Regions from separate parts of the Sus scrofa genome. Here all the other regions are linked to region 3. Evidence: chromatin contacts called from public Hi-C and HiChIP or PLAC-seq data. All regions are on one chromosome and are shown on one strand. The core of a region is the stretch at or near the end of the contact, and the rest is flanking DNA. Distances in the headings are between cores, read along the strand shown.

What was found. Hi-C and Micro-C count contacts between places; a contact is called where the count stands out from the background. HiChIP or PLAC-seq counts read pairs in DNA pulled down with a chosen protein or histone mark.
Region 1: a contact with region 3 is called in an H3K27ac HiChIP or PLAC-seq map of alveolar macrophages. The contact joins the promoter of LASP1 here to the promoter of PIP4K2B in region 3. A contact is called at or near these places in 1 of 5 promoter capture datasets (fetal skeletal muscle), 4 of 47 Hi-C or Micro-C datasets (embryonic fibroblasts, heart right ventricle, liver and 1 more) and 2 of 2 datasets of contacts at active chromatin or transcription factors (alveolar macrophages and skeletal muscle).
Region 2: a contact with region 3 is called in a Hi-C map of embryonic fibroblasts, with 1.9 times the contacts expected there. The contact joins the promoter of PSMB3 here to the promoter of PIP4K2B in region 3. A contact is called at or near these places in 1 of 5 promoter capture datasets (liver), 8 of 47 Hi-C or Micro-C datasets (brain, embryonic fibroblasts, epiblast stem cells and 5 more) and 2 of 2 datasets of contacts at active chromatin or transcription factors (alveolar macrophages and skeletal muscle).

What each region holds. Positions count from the first base shown.
Region 1 is chr12:23,265,227-23,269,080 of Sscrofa11.1, forward strand. LASP1 (LIM and SH3 domain protein 1) reads right to left here and starts at 1,983. Exons shown (of 7, transcript XM_021067060.1): 1 at 1,760-1,983. The coding sequence starts at 1,828. It overlaps TRNAC-GCA (a tRNA gene), which reads left to right and starts at 2,690; the gene lies at 2,690-2,761.
Region 2 is chr12:23,355,789-23,359,717 of Sscrofa11.1, forward strand. It overlaps PSMB3 (proteasome subunit beta 3), which reads right to left and starts at 1,828. Exons shown (of 6, transcript NM_001144902.1): 1 at 1,761-1,828; 2 at 1,266-1,450. The coding sequence starts at 1,763. It overlaps TRNAN-GUU (a tRNA gene), which reads left to right and starts at 2,682; the gene lies at 2,682-2,755.
Region 3 is chr12:23,315,260-23,319,164 of Sscrofa11.1, forward strand. It overlaps PIP4K2B (phosphatidylinositol 5-phosphate 4-kinase type-2 beta), which reads left to right and starts at 1,854. Exons shown (of 10, transcript XM_021067062.1): 1 at 1,854-2,198. The coding sequence starts at 2,040. CWC25 (CWC25 spliceosome associated protein homolog) reads left to right here. Exons shown (of 10, transcript NM_001244652.1): 10 at 1-186.

The sequences.
Region 1 (3,854 bases), core at 733-3,232, 50 kb before region 3:
AGCCTCTTCCCGATTCATAACTGTGGAGAAGAAGGGGGTTGGGAGGCACCCGGAACGAAGAGGCCAAAATCCCACCACCAGGGAAGGGCCAAACCCCAGTGTGTAAGGACAGATGGCTCTTTCAGCTAGTGCCTCTGGGCTCCGGTCCTGCCCTCCAGAGGCAGGCATGGTCATTGGGAAGGTCAGCACCCACAGCCCTTGTACCCACAACCCGGCCAGGCTCAGGAGAGGGAGTGAAAGAGCAGCAGCTCCCGATGCCCCCCTTTCTCCAGGAGCAATTTCAAATGTATCTCAGAACCTGGAACCCCACCCCCTCACCCTGACTCATAAGTCAAAGGTCACTGAGGAAGTGCCAAGCCCAAGGGGGGAGGGGACAGACAAAAAAAAAAGATCCAAGGAACTACCCTTTCCCCAGCAAAACCTGGCTGCAGGTGGGCTCTGCACCCCTCTTCCATCCCATGCCCCCCAACCCCTGCCAGTCCAGGCGGGAAGGAGGGCTCTCTGGACTTGGAACCGGCTTTAGGAGGTAGATGAAAGGCACGACGAGGAGAGGGTCAAAATCAGAGGCCTCTCCTCCCCCGTGGGGAGGGGATGTAGGGGGGGAGAAGGTGGATTTTGCCTTAGGATCATAGGGAGCTTAAAAGAGGCCCGGATCCTACCCCCAACTGCTGGAAATACCCAGTTCTACTCTCCGCCCCCCTCCAAAAGTATAATGGCAACCAGATGAACGAGTCCAGCATGATGCGGGGCCGGGGGTGGGGGGGGGGGAGACGACGCGTAAAGGCCCCCAGGGGACAGTGAATTTCCAGAAGGCCACCTAACCTTCCTTCTAACACCTCCCCCCTCCTTTCTTAGCTTCCCCTGAACTCAGCCAACCCCACCCTCCATCGGGGAAACCTGCTTTGAAAAGTTAGCTCTTTGTTCTACTAGCTGGACTCAGTCACTGAGCACAATTTCAGGAGGTCTCTGCGAAGCAACCCCCCCACCCACCCTACTCCAGCACCGGACCCCGCCCCAGTCCGGCTGGGCCGCCTAGCGCGGGAGTTGGCGTGTATTTGAGGTGGGGGCTGGGAGGCCATGGAGGACGTCTGCTAGTTCATTAACCATGGAACCACCAGGGGCGGGGGGCTGCAGGTCATCCAAAAAAAAAGGGGTCTCTCAGTGTGGCTCGGGTCGTATCCGAAGCCCAGTTCACCAGATGCAACACTCGCCGGCTGAGAGCCCCCGCCCCGCAGTCTCCAGGCCAGGAAGCCCGGCCAGACGCGGCCAGAGCCCACGGGTTCGCTGGGCTCCCCAACCTCTGCCCCGCCCCCCCGCCGCCCCCTCCCCCAGCGCCCCGCGCTTCCGCCTACTTGGCGCTCGGCGCGGCGGGGAGAGGGAGCGGCCGTCTGCTCTCACTCTCCCGGCCCTAGGGGGCGGGGCTGCACCCCTAACCTTCCCCCGCTCCCCCCACCCCCACCCCCACCGCGGGGCCTGACTTCCCTACTCCATTCGCGTCCTCCCAAGCCCGGGGCACAGAACCCACTCTTCTCCAGTAGTGGCCTCCCGTAGTGGCTGCCCGCCACGCGTAGACTCCTTGCCTCGCCTCAGATTCCTGGTTTCCAGACTGGGGTCTGTCCCCACACCCCATGACACCGCCCTCCCTCCCTCCTCCCAGGTTCGCGGGGATGAGGCGGCGTAGACCGGGCCCCTCTCTCCTCCCTGGAAATGGAGCACAGCTCGGAGATTGCAGAGTCGCGTCTCCCAGTCCCGGGCTCACCTTATCCAGACAGTTCACCTTCTCCGTGGGGTACACGATCTTGCCGCACCGGGCGCAGTTGGGATTCATGACTCCGGGAAAGGCTGGGGCGGGGACGCCCGAGCTCGCGCGCGTTCTCTTTCCCCGGAGCGAGCTGGCGGGAGGCGGCGGCGGCTGCAACTGCACAGGCGACGGCGACGGCGGCTGGAGCTAGGGAACTGGCCTCCGCCTCCGCCCTCCTTCCCCTAATAAACACAGCGGGGAGGAGGGGCTGTACCGGGGCGGGGACGCGCCGCGGGCGCGGGCAGGGGCGCGCGCGGAGAGGCGCGCTCCCCGAGCGACGTGGGGCTGCGCGGGGGTGGATTCCGGGGAGGACTGCGGGACCCGGCGCGCGCGCCTAGGTGCGCTCCAAAGCTGAAGGTGCCCCGGAGCTACGCGCCCGAGGATCTGGCGCGGACAACCTTGCCCAGGGCCTTTCCGGAGCTGGAGGCGGCGCGGAGCCGGTCTGGCCGTACATCTGCGCGCCTGGGCTGCGGTAGGCGGGCAGACCCCTTGACCTGTCGAGAGTGGGGTTCGAACACTCTCGAACGCCCAACCAGATCCGCCAGATTTGGGGGCTTCCTTTGTAACCCGCCGGTACCTGGCGAGAACCTGCGGACCGAACGGGAGCCCCACTTCACCGCCCCTGTTAGCCTCCCGGCGCAACATCCTTTCCCACATTTGCAGGGCGGAACCCGTCCCTCCCGCCAGGACTCAGCGCCTTGCAACCCGGGCTAGTTCTTCCCTCCCGAGGCCTCTGCCGTACAGCTTTGCGGTGGTTCAGCGGATCTGGGGACCTTCTGCTTTCCACTGGGCCCTTTTTCCTCTTTCGTTCCTAATCCTTGCGCTCCGCCTTTGGTGTAGCAGTGTTTTAACACCCAAAGGAGCCGTCCCCAGACAGTAACGCGGCGCGGGGGTATAGCTCAGTGGTAGAGCATTTGACTGCAGATCAAGAGGTCCCTGGTTCAAGTCCGGGTGCCCCCTCGGCGGTTTTGCCAAACTTACAAAATTTATGTAACTCTTCCGTTGGCGAAATCACATTTTAACCTTGGGTCCTAGGTGTTAAAGAAAACAGAAGAATGGTGTTTGAAAATCCCTTCCTCATTTTACAACGATAGGGGAAAGCTTTCGGTTTTACTTTGTACTCAGCAGGAACGGGGGTGGATACACGGGCAAAACGAGGTAGAAAAGCTGCAGGCACCCATTCCAGCGTTAGAGGAGTCTGGATTTCTTTGGCCACGGCCGGCAGCCTCAGTTGTGTCAGTTACAGGCCCTGATTTAGGAGACAAGACGACTCCCTCCAAGTTGGTGTGCGAGTTGGGGTAGGGGTCAGGGTCAAGGGAAGGAAACCCACAGGCGCAGATTGTCTCCAACTTCAACTTTCTTTATTACCGTCGACATGGCGCTAGCCCTGTTTATCTTTCCCTATTGCTCATGGCACCAGCAGAATGAAAGCCCTTAGAGAACACTAAAATGGCCCATGCCAACCCCAAAGCTCATTTTAGTTTACAAAGGTACATCCCGATGTAAACTGATATAAAACTAAAGTCGTGGTTCTCATACTTGAGCGTGTGTCAGAATTACCTGGAGAGCTTATTGAAAACTGCCCCCCGCCCCAGTTTCTAATTCAGTAGGCCTGGAATGGGACCTCCACCCCCAGAATGAATTTGCATTTTGATCAAGTTCCCAGGAGATGCTGATGCTGAGGGACCGCACTTCAAGAACCCACTGAAACAGTAATACAGGGCCCTCCAGTTTCATAACCTAAAGATGGAGACAGATATCTGTTGGTTGCCTGACAGCATCCTTGTTGGGTGGGAAGAAAACTATAAGTATGAAGGGAGCAAGGGCATCTCCCTCGACTAGGTTTTGCCCAAAAAAAGGAAAAAGAAAGGATAGAGAGAGAGGCATGCTTCTTGAGTCAGGGGGCAGTTGTGATATTTTAAACTCGGAATTTGGTTGTGTCATCCCTCGGGGCCCCAGGGGAATGCAGCTTGAACTCATTTTTTCCCCCACGGCTCCCTTTACTGTGAGATGTGTCGCCGAGCTAGACATGGGAGATGAAGCAGAGCTGCCA
Region 2 (3,929 bases), core at 578-3,077, 41 kb after region 3:
TGTCTTGACTCTTTCCCACTGGCCTCTCTTCTTTCCCCACTGCTAAATATACAGCTCTTGAGTTGCAGCTTATTTTTTCCCTCTATGTTTTTGGCTTTCCAGAATCTGTTCCTATAGATTTCACAGATCACCAATGCCTATCCAGCCCTGAGATATAATCTCAAGACCCCAGTTGCTCCAGAGGTATTTCTGCATGGTTTACTTTGTGCCTTTACAATTGGTATCAAAATCAAAGTTGCCACCTTTCCCTTAAAACTAGTCTTCCTATATTTCAGTCAACATGCTCAAAACAGAAATCATCTTTCAAACATTTTGGGGAGTTCCCGTCATGGCTCAGCAGTAACAAATCCGATGAGTATCCATGAGTGACGCAAGTTCTACTCCTGGCATCACTCAGTGGGTCACGGATCTAGCATCGTGGTGAGCCAGGTCACAGACATGGCTCGGATCTCGAGTTGCTGTGGCGTAGGCTGGCAGCTACAACTCCAATTGGACCCCTAGCCTGGAAACTTCCATATGCCCACAGGGTGCAGCCCTAAAAAGACAAAAATCCAAAAAACATTTTGCCAGCATGCCAAGTACTAGGGTAAACCATAAAAACAGATAAAAAAAGACACAAACCTTGACTTCAATGGGTAACTCTTTGGCTTCACAATATCCTTGTCACTGCTAAGACTGGTCAGTGACCACTCTCAGAAATGCCCTCCTTTCCTTTCCCACCACGCCACCCTATTAGGACCTCAACCCTCAAACCTGGATCATCAGGAGAACCACCTATTTCAACTCCTGGACTCTCCCTTCTCTCAAAGAACCACTGTCAACTAGGTAACTAATCTAGCAATTAATATGCTCCAGCTCATTATGGGTTAGCTATCTTTCTGCATGCCTGCCTTGTTTCCCAACGAGTGCCAAAGTTCTTTAGAGACTGAGCACGAGCTTTGGCCTCAGAGATTGGGATCCTGGGTGACATTCATTAGCTTACATTTGGGGCAATAAACCCTCTGAGACACTCAGTTTCCTCATCTGCAAAATGGGACAGCAACATGGTAATGTTAAGAGGACTAAAGTCCATGGAGGTAATAAGGTGCCATCCACAGCGTCTGGCACAGAGTAAATGCTGCTAAGTTGTTCGCTTTCTGTGTCCGGCAAGGTCTCAGATGCAATGGTGTTGTTTGATAGATGACTGACACCCAGGCCACTCAAACCGCTAGGCAAGGCTGGTCCAAGAAGAGGCGTGGGTTTGGGTGGGGACCCTGGATACTTACACTGTCTGGACGTCTGTGGCGAGCCCGGCCAGGCCGATGTATAGCCGGTCGCCCATGGGAAAGATCTTCTGGAAGTCCGTGGTCACCATCTGGGCCTGGATCCCGAAGCGCCTGTCGGCAGCGATGGCCACACAGTTCTTCCCCTTCATGGCCATGACGGCCCCTCCGTTATAGGACATAATAGACTGGGGCAGACAGAGCGGAGGGGCTCAGCGCGAGGGGCCAAACGCGGCCACGGCCCCCGGCGCAGCCCCTGATTCGGAGACTTCTGGACGCATCCTTCTCCAGTCTGAAGGTGCCTGAATGCCCCAACTCCAGCTCTGCGGGGAGCCCCCACTCCCCGCCTTGGTCCTCACTGCGGTCCGCTCCCCCTTCAAACTGGAGTCGTTTCCTTCAACCGACCACCAGGCCTCTCCGCCTCCCCAACTCCCCATGACCCCACTCCTTGTTCCTCAATCCCTACCCCATGTCCCTTCTTCTCGCTCCCCATCTCACCATGATTGCAGTGTATTAGGACCTCCAATCGCCACAATTCCTGCGAACCGGCTTTGGGCCTCACTGCGCACCCACTCTCGCTGCTTTCTCTCTATTGGCTGAGAGGCCGACCCTTCCGGGACACTTTGGCATTCTATTGGCTATGCTTCCTTGTCAGTCATCAGTACAGGAGTTTGGTTGAGAGGCCAAAACCGAGGTGGGGAAATCGCAAAGTGAAAAGTCACTGTAAGTGCGGAAGAGCCCGGTGTCGCGGTGCAAGCTGGGATAGCGGTGGACCCAGTCTTGGATTCCCCATCGCGGGCTGGAACCTGTGCCCACGTGGGCTGATGAAACCCGAGATAGAGGGCTTTCGCACTAGTGAAGGGCCCCGGGGTTGTTTAAGAGCACGCTGTGCGCGTCGCGCATATTACTCATGAAGCTTGTTTCATTTATTCATTCCAGAAATCCTTGTCTATTGTGTGCCAGTCACCATGCTAGGCTCCGGACATGCTTCGTATTTAGGAGGAGCCCATAAAATGCATTTTTACTGTTGCCAAGGGGAGGGGCAGAGGGAGGGCGTCTTGGGTATTCTGCGGCTGCAAGGGTTGGGCAGCAAAGGAAAGATTTGGAAGCCGAAGGTGGTTCTGCTCTGAGGGATTCACAACAGGTCGACTTTCAAGTATCCCTAACCTCGGGTCACCTTAAAGAGGGACGTTCTGGGTGTCCCCAATGAGGAAGCAGGTGACAGTTCCCCAACCCCACCTCCGAGCCAGTGCAGGGGAGGCGTGCACATCCCGCCTGCTTCTCTCTCCAGGTCGTGAGGCTTCCCTTTTTCCGTCAAGTCACTTCTTTCACAAGGTTGTGGGGTTTCCGCTCTGATTCTAGCGCTGTCGCAGGCTCACTCCCATTGACTTGGCCACCAGCTCACCACTAGCTATCGCAGTCTCTGTGGCGCAATCGGTTAGCGCGTTCGGCTGTTAACCGAAAGGTTGGTGGTTCGAGCCCACCCAGGGACGCTCTCTTTTCCCCCTCGAAAAAGGGGAAAAACCTTATTCTCACAAACACTGCAAAGCCAGATTTTGTGTTGAAACAGCAGACAATACTATTTCTATAGTAAATCCGAGGGTCATTGTGATTGAAACTTCGATGTTGTTTCGTTAAGGAGGGGATACTTTCTCCAGCACTTCCCTCTGCCACCTTCCTCCCACCCCGCCCCCAACAGGATTGCAGGGAAGGCAAAGACATATAGGTTTTTGCCTCACTGTACAATACGTTTCAGGTTGCATTTTTTCACAGGATTAAGAATGAATTTGCCTTGGAGGTTGGGCGGTTTTCCCTTATCTGCCTCAATCGATATTTCATTCTCTAAATACTACATTTGGAAAGGAAGAAAGTGTGAGCGACAAAGGCAGTAACAAATTGAGGGATGAAGTAAAAAAAAAGGTGAGAAGGGGAAATCAGCTGTCCTATACAGAGAGAGACAGAAAGCGGGGATATGACAGAGAAACAGGCGGGGTCAATGGGAGACCCAGAGGAATGGCGAGGGGGGAGAGAAGCAATTAACACGACAAGCATGAGAAAAAGGAAAGCATCAAGACAAAACAGGTGTTTTTGTTTGTTTGTTTTTCTAGAAATATAAAGATGTGGGGACGAGGTTGGAGAAATAGAAGCAGAATGTGACAAAGGACATTGTTTGGGGGAGAGAGAAGGAGTAAAAGACACAGAGGTAAAGACTCATAAAATCGCTGAAGGAGCTGCTTTCTTCTACTATCTTCCAGGAGGTCTTCTTCTCGAAGTATCTCTCGGTACATGTGCTAGAAACAATTACCTAGGTTTCCTGAGTTGCTACCCTCTGGAAGCTTCTAGTCTATGACAGACACAGTGACTCTTCTGATGAAAAGTTTGTCAGCTGGATGACCTCCTGAGATACTACAACTGGCATAGGAGAGGGGAAATTTGGGCATACATCGCTTTGCCAGTGCAGAGGTGCACCCTTGAGCTGGGAGAGGGAGCCTCCATTTTTATGGAGGAGCTAAGCAAAGGACCCTCTTAAGCGGTTTCCTTCCACTTTGGTCTCCTTTCAAGACAAGGCTCAAAGGAAGCCTCTTCTGAAAGCCTTCCCCAATGCTCACCTACTCTTACTGCTGCTGCAGGCCTAGGGGGGCAATGGGGGTGGGTATACACAGGATA
Region 3 (3,905 bases), core at 604-3,103:
ATTCCTCTTCCCTCCACCTGTGTGAACACCCCTATACTACCACCTCAGTATAGACCGGACCTTTTGGAAGCCTCTCTCCCCAAAGCCACTCAGGTAGAGCCCAGGGAGTGACAAAGAATCTGGAAGGGAAAACAATGCAGAAAAGCCCTGTAAATGAACTATTGAAGTATTTGGACTTTTTCTCCAGCTGTAAAGCATAGTGTGTATATGTACAAATGTATATTTTTTCATGCTTTTAAAAAAAGAAGTTAGCTTTGTGAGAAGATCTTGTTTGGTAAGTGACTTTACTATGTAATAGGACCACACTGTATCTTGTCATCCAGTAACACAGTAAGGCAGGTCAGCTTTTCTTTCCTCTTTGAATCTGGCTAGTTTTGGAGGGGCCTGGGTTTATTGATAGGACGTAGGGTATCAATCCTTTTACACTGCTTAGAGTCTGCAGTGTGGGCAGTGCAGTGTTGAAGTCAGATGATTTTAGGAGTCAGGACCAAACTGCCAGTATACTCCTTGGCTCTTAAAAGAAAATAAAATGGAAGCTGTTTATTTCATGGCTTCCCTTTTATCATGTAGTAATCTTATTACAATTCTAGATTTTCAGGTGTTGTTTGCTATTATTTTTTAGTCAGGTATTAAAACAAAAAAACAAAAACCACCCAAACTCATGGGACCAGTCTCCTATCTCTACCCCTTTCCCTTTACTTCTTTCACCAGAGGCTCTCACTCCATCCAGGAGGTCCTAGGCACTGCTGACCCACACATTAGCTGCTCTAGTTCCTTGTTCTGCTGATTCCTAATTCTGCCTAGAACGAATCTGGGTTTATATTTTTGAACACTTACGATTCCAGAAACTATCATGCTTAAAACTCAGTTTTTCTCCAGAGAGAAGGTGACATACACTTGTCATTCATTTCATCACCTTATCCTGCCAGGGTTAATTATGTCTTTTATTACTTGGTAATAAAGACCACATTTATTTTTTTCCTAACTGTGTAAAGAGCAACTTAGGGTGAGTACCGAATTCCAGATTCCGATACAGAGCAATATTGATCCGCAATTTGTATCCAATATGTGGAGTCTCAGTTCGAGAGGAATTATGTAACAAAGCGTGGGCGGTTTACTCAAAGGTCTCATCAAGTGGGCCAGAGAGTAAGAAGATTATAATTTTCTGCTGAAGGATAGGTGTCTTAAGGTGCCAGCCTGCACCTTACCCCGAGCCTTTGGCGGGAGGAGGCCGGCGGCCGGTGGGTGGGAGCGGGACCCATTCATAAAACCCAAGGCTCCCGGCTGGCTCCTCTCATTGGCCCTGGGGGGAGGGGGCGTGTCCCGCGGGTGGCGTGCATCCCCGGGGTCCAGAGGAGTGGGAAAATCCACGCTTGGGTGGAGCGAGGGGGCGTTCCTTGCCTTTCCGGGCAGGACCTTCTTTTCCCCTCGCAGTGTTCCTTCTCTCTCCCCCGGGGTGGGGATGGTACGTCCCACCCCCGCATTCCCGCCCCTCCTCCCCTCCGGAGCCGTGGCGCTGCCGCCATCTTGGCACGTCAGGTTGAGGAAAAAGCCAAACCCTGGCTTTGGTGGGCCCGGACAGGGAGACCCTCCCGCGGTAGACAGCGAGACCTACCCAGTCCTCCTCCCCTCCCTGCTCGGGCGCGGGATTCTGAGGCACGCGGAGGCCGGCCCCGTTCCTGTCAGGCCCGGGGAGGAGGGGCGGGCCGGGCGGCCGCTGCCTCCCCGGGGTGGGCGGTACCACCCAGGCAGGGAGGAGAGGGCCCGGTGGCGGCTGGGCAGCTGTACCGCCTGGGGGCGGGGTGCGGAGCGGGCGGGCGGGCTCCCTGGGGCGGGGCGGGGCGGGGCGGGGCAGAGAGGGCGGAGCGTGGGGAGGACGGAACCACCGGGGCGGGGTGGGGAGGTAACGGGACGGGCGCGACCATGGCGCGGTGAGGGAGCGGGGGTGGGGATCGGTCTGGGGGAGGCCTGGGGCCGCTGGCTTGTGCGCCGTCTCGGTCGCCCCCCCTTTCGCCGCCGCCGCCGCCGCCGCCCCGGGCATGTCGTCCAACTGCACCAGCACCACGGCGGTGGCGGTGGCGCCGCTCAGCGCCAGCAAGACCAAGACCAAGAAGAAGCATTTCGTGTGCCAGAAAGTGAAGCTATTCCGGGCCAGCGAGCCGATCCTCAGCGTTCTGATGTGGGGGGTGAACCACACGGTAACCAGCTCCCCCGCGCGCGCCCCTCCGAGCGCGGCCCCGTGCGCGCTCACGCCTCCCCCACCCGCCCCCAGCCGCCCCGGGCCCTCGCCTGGCCGGCCCTGCCAGTAACGCGTGCACCCCCTCGACAAGCCACTTGCACGCCCACCCCGCCCTTGCACGCCATCCCGGCCGGGTGTGCCTCCCTGCACGCCACGCGAGGCCTGGTGCCTCCGACGGTGGTGTGCCGTCGCGTCCTCCCCTTCCCTCCAGCCCCTCAAGCTTCCTGCGTCTGGCAGCGGGCAGCCCCTGGAGCGCAGAGGGAAGGCCTGGGTGGGGTGGAATGGCTATCATCCTCTCCTCTCACCTCACCCCGTTTGTTGCATTTGTTCTCCCCCTTCTTCCTTATAATTGGCTGCCTAGCTCACTGTCCAGTTGACAGGGCAGGTGGCATTGGCCTACCTGAATAGTCCTCCGTTTCTGGTCGTTTGATGTGGCTGCTCAAGGTTTCCCCATCCTCCAGACCTCTTTACCCCTGCCTGGAAATCCTCCTCGGGTTTCTTTTCTTCTCGAACAAGATGTATCAACTGGAGAAGCACTGGCTTCCTTGGGCCACAGATCAGGGTCTTCCTGGGTTAGAGAGAAGGGGGAATAACCATTAGAGAAGGTGAGGCCTGCTTTTGAGGACTGTTCATAGTAGGAATAACGCATCTTCCTGAATTCTATGGCGATCGTGTCAAAGATGTTGACTTTTCAGTTACTGCGCTTTCTATTGTGTGGTCGGGAGAGTGTGGTAATGGATAGTGATTATGATGAGAGAGAGGTTCTTTGGGTCCTTGGGCTTCTTTGAGATTGTCCAACTGCTCCCGTTAGAAAGTTGGGGCCCTGCCCAGTATTTGAGTTAGAGGACTTTGTGTCGGTCCTGTTTGTTTGGGGTCTTTCTTTCTCTTCCAACTACTTGTTTCTTGCATTTCATTGTGCGTCCTTACTTCCAGAAATGAGCAGAGGAAGTTAAAAAACCCGAAATACCAACTGCACCAATTCAAAGTTTGGAATGAAGAAAGTGAAGCTAATGGCTGGAGTTTCTTGTGGATATCAGTTCTTTAGGCTCCGTGACTTTTCGGAGCACTTGAAATTGCCCACAAGACCAACTGATGACAGAGGAGCCCAGGGCCAGCAAGACTTTGAGCTTTGCTTTACAAGAAGAGCCGTCGGCTGGAGATTGATAAACTGTAGTCTCAGCCGGGGTTTTAGATCTTTACCTCTACTGCAGAAAGGCACCGTGTGTCTGGTGAGGTCTTTGTTGATTTCATGGTCTTGGGCCGGTTCAGTAACTTCACTAAGGTGAGGGTCCTGGCTAGGGTAGGGAGAACCGCTGGTGTAACATCTAGACCTCTGGGAGCTGCTTTGATTCACGAGTCCAGCAGAGTTTGTCCCTCTTGCTTCCTGCTGCCTTGGGGGTCATCTGACAATATTGCAGGGAAAACTGGGTCATCAACATGTGAACCCGGTGTCCCTGCCTGGAAATCAATCCTTGGTTTTGTCGTGCAGCTGGCTTCTCACTAGAAAGCATCCTGTCTGTATAGAGCATTGGTTAGAGGCCTGAGAGTCAGGAATATGACAACTTGTCAGAAGAGGACTCTGGGTCCCTTGTTTTATACCTGAAGGAGTGGAGGCCCTGGGTGGAGGATTATTAGGTTGTCTGTGGTCACAACAAGACATGCAGCC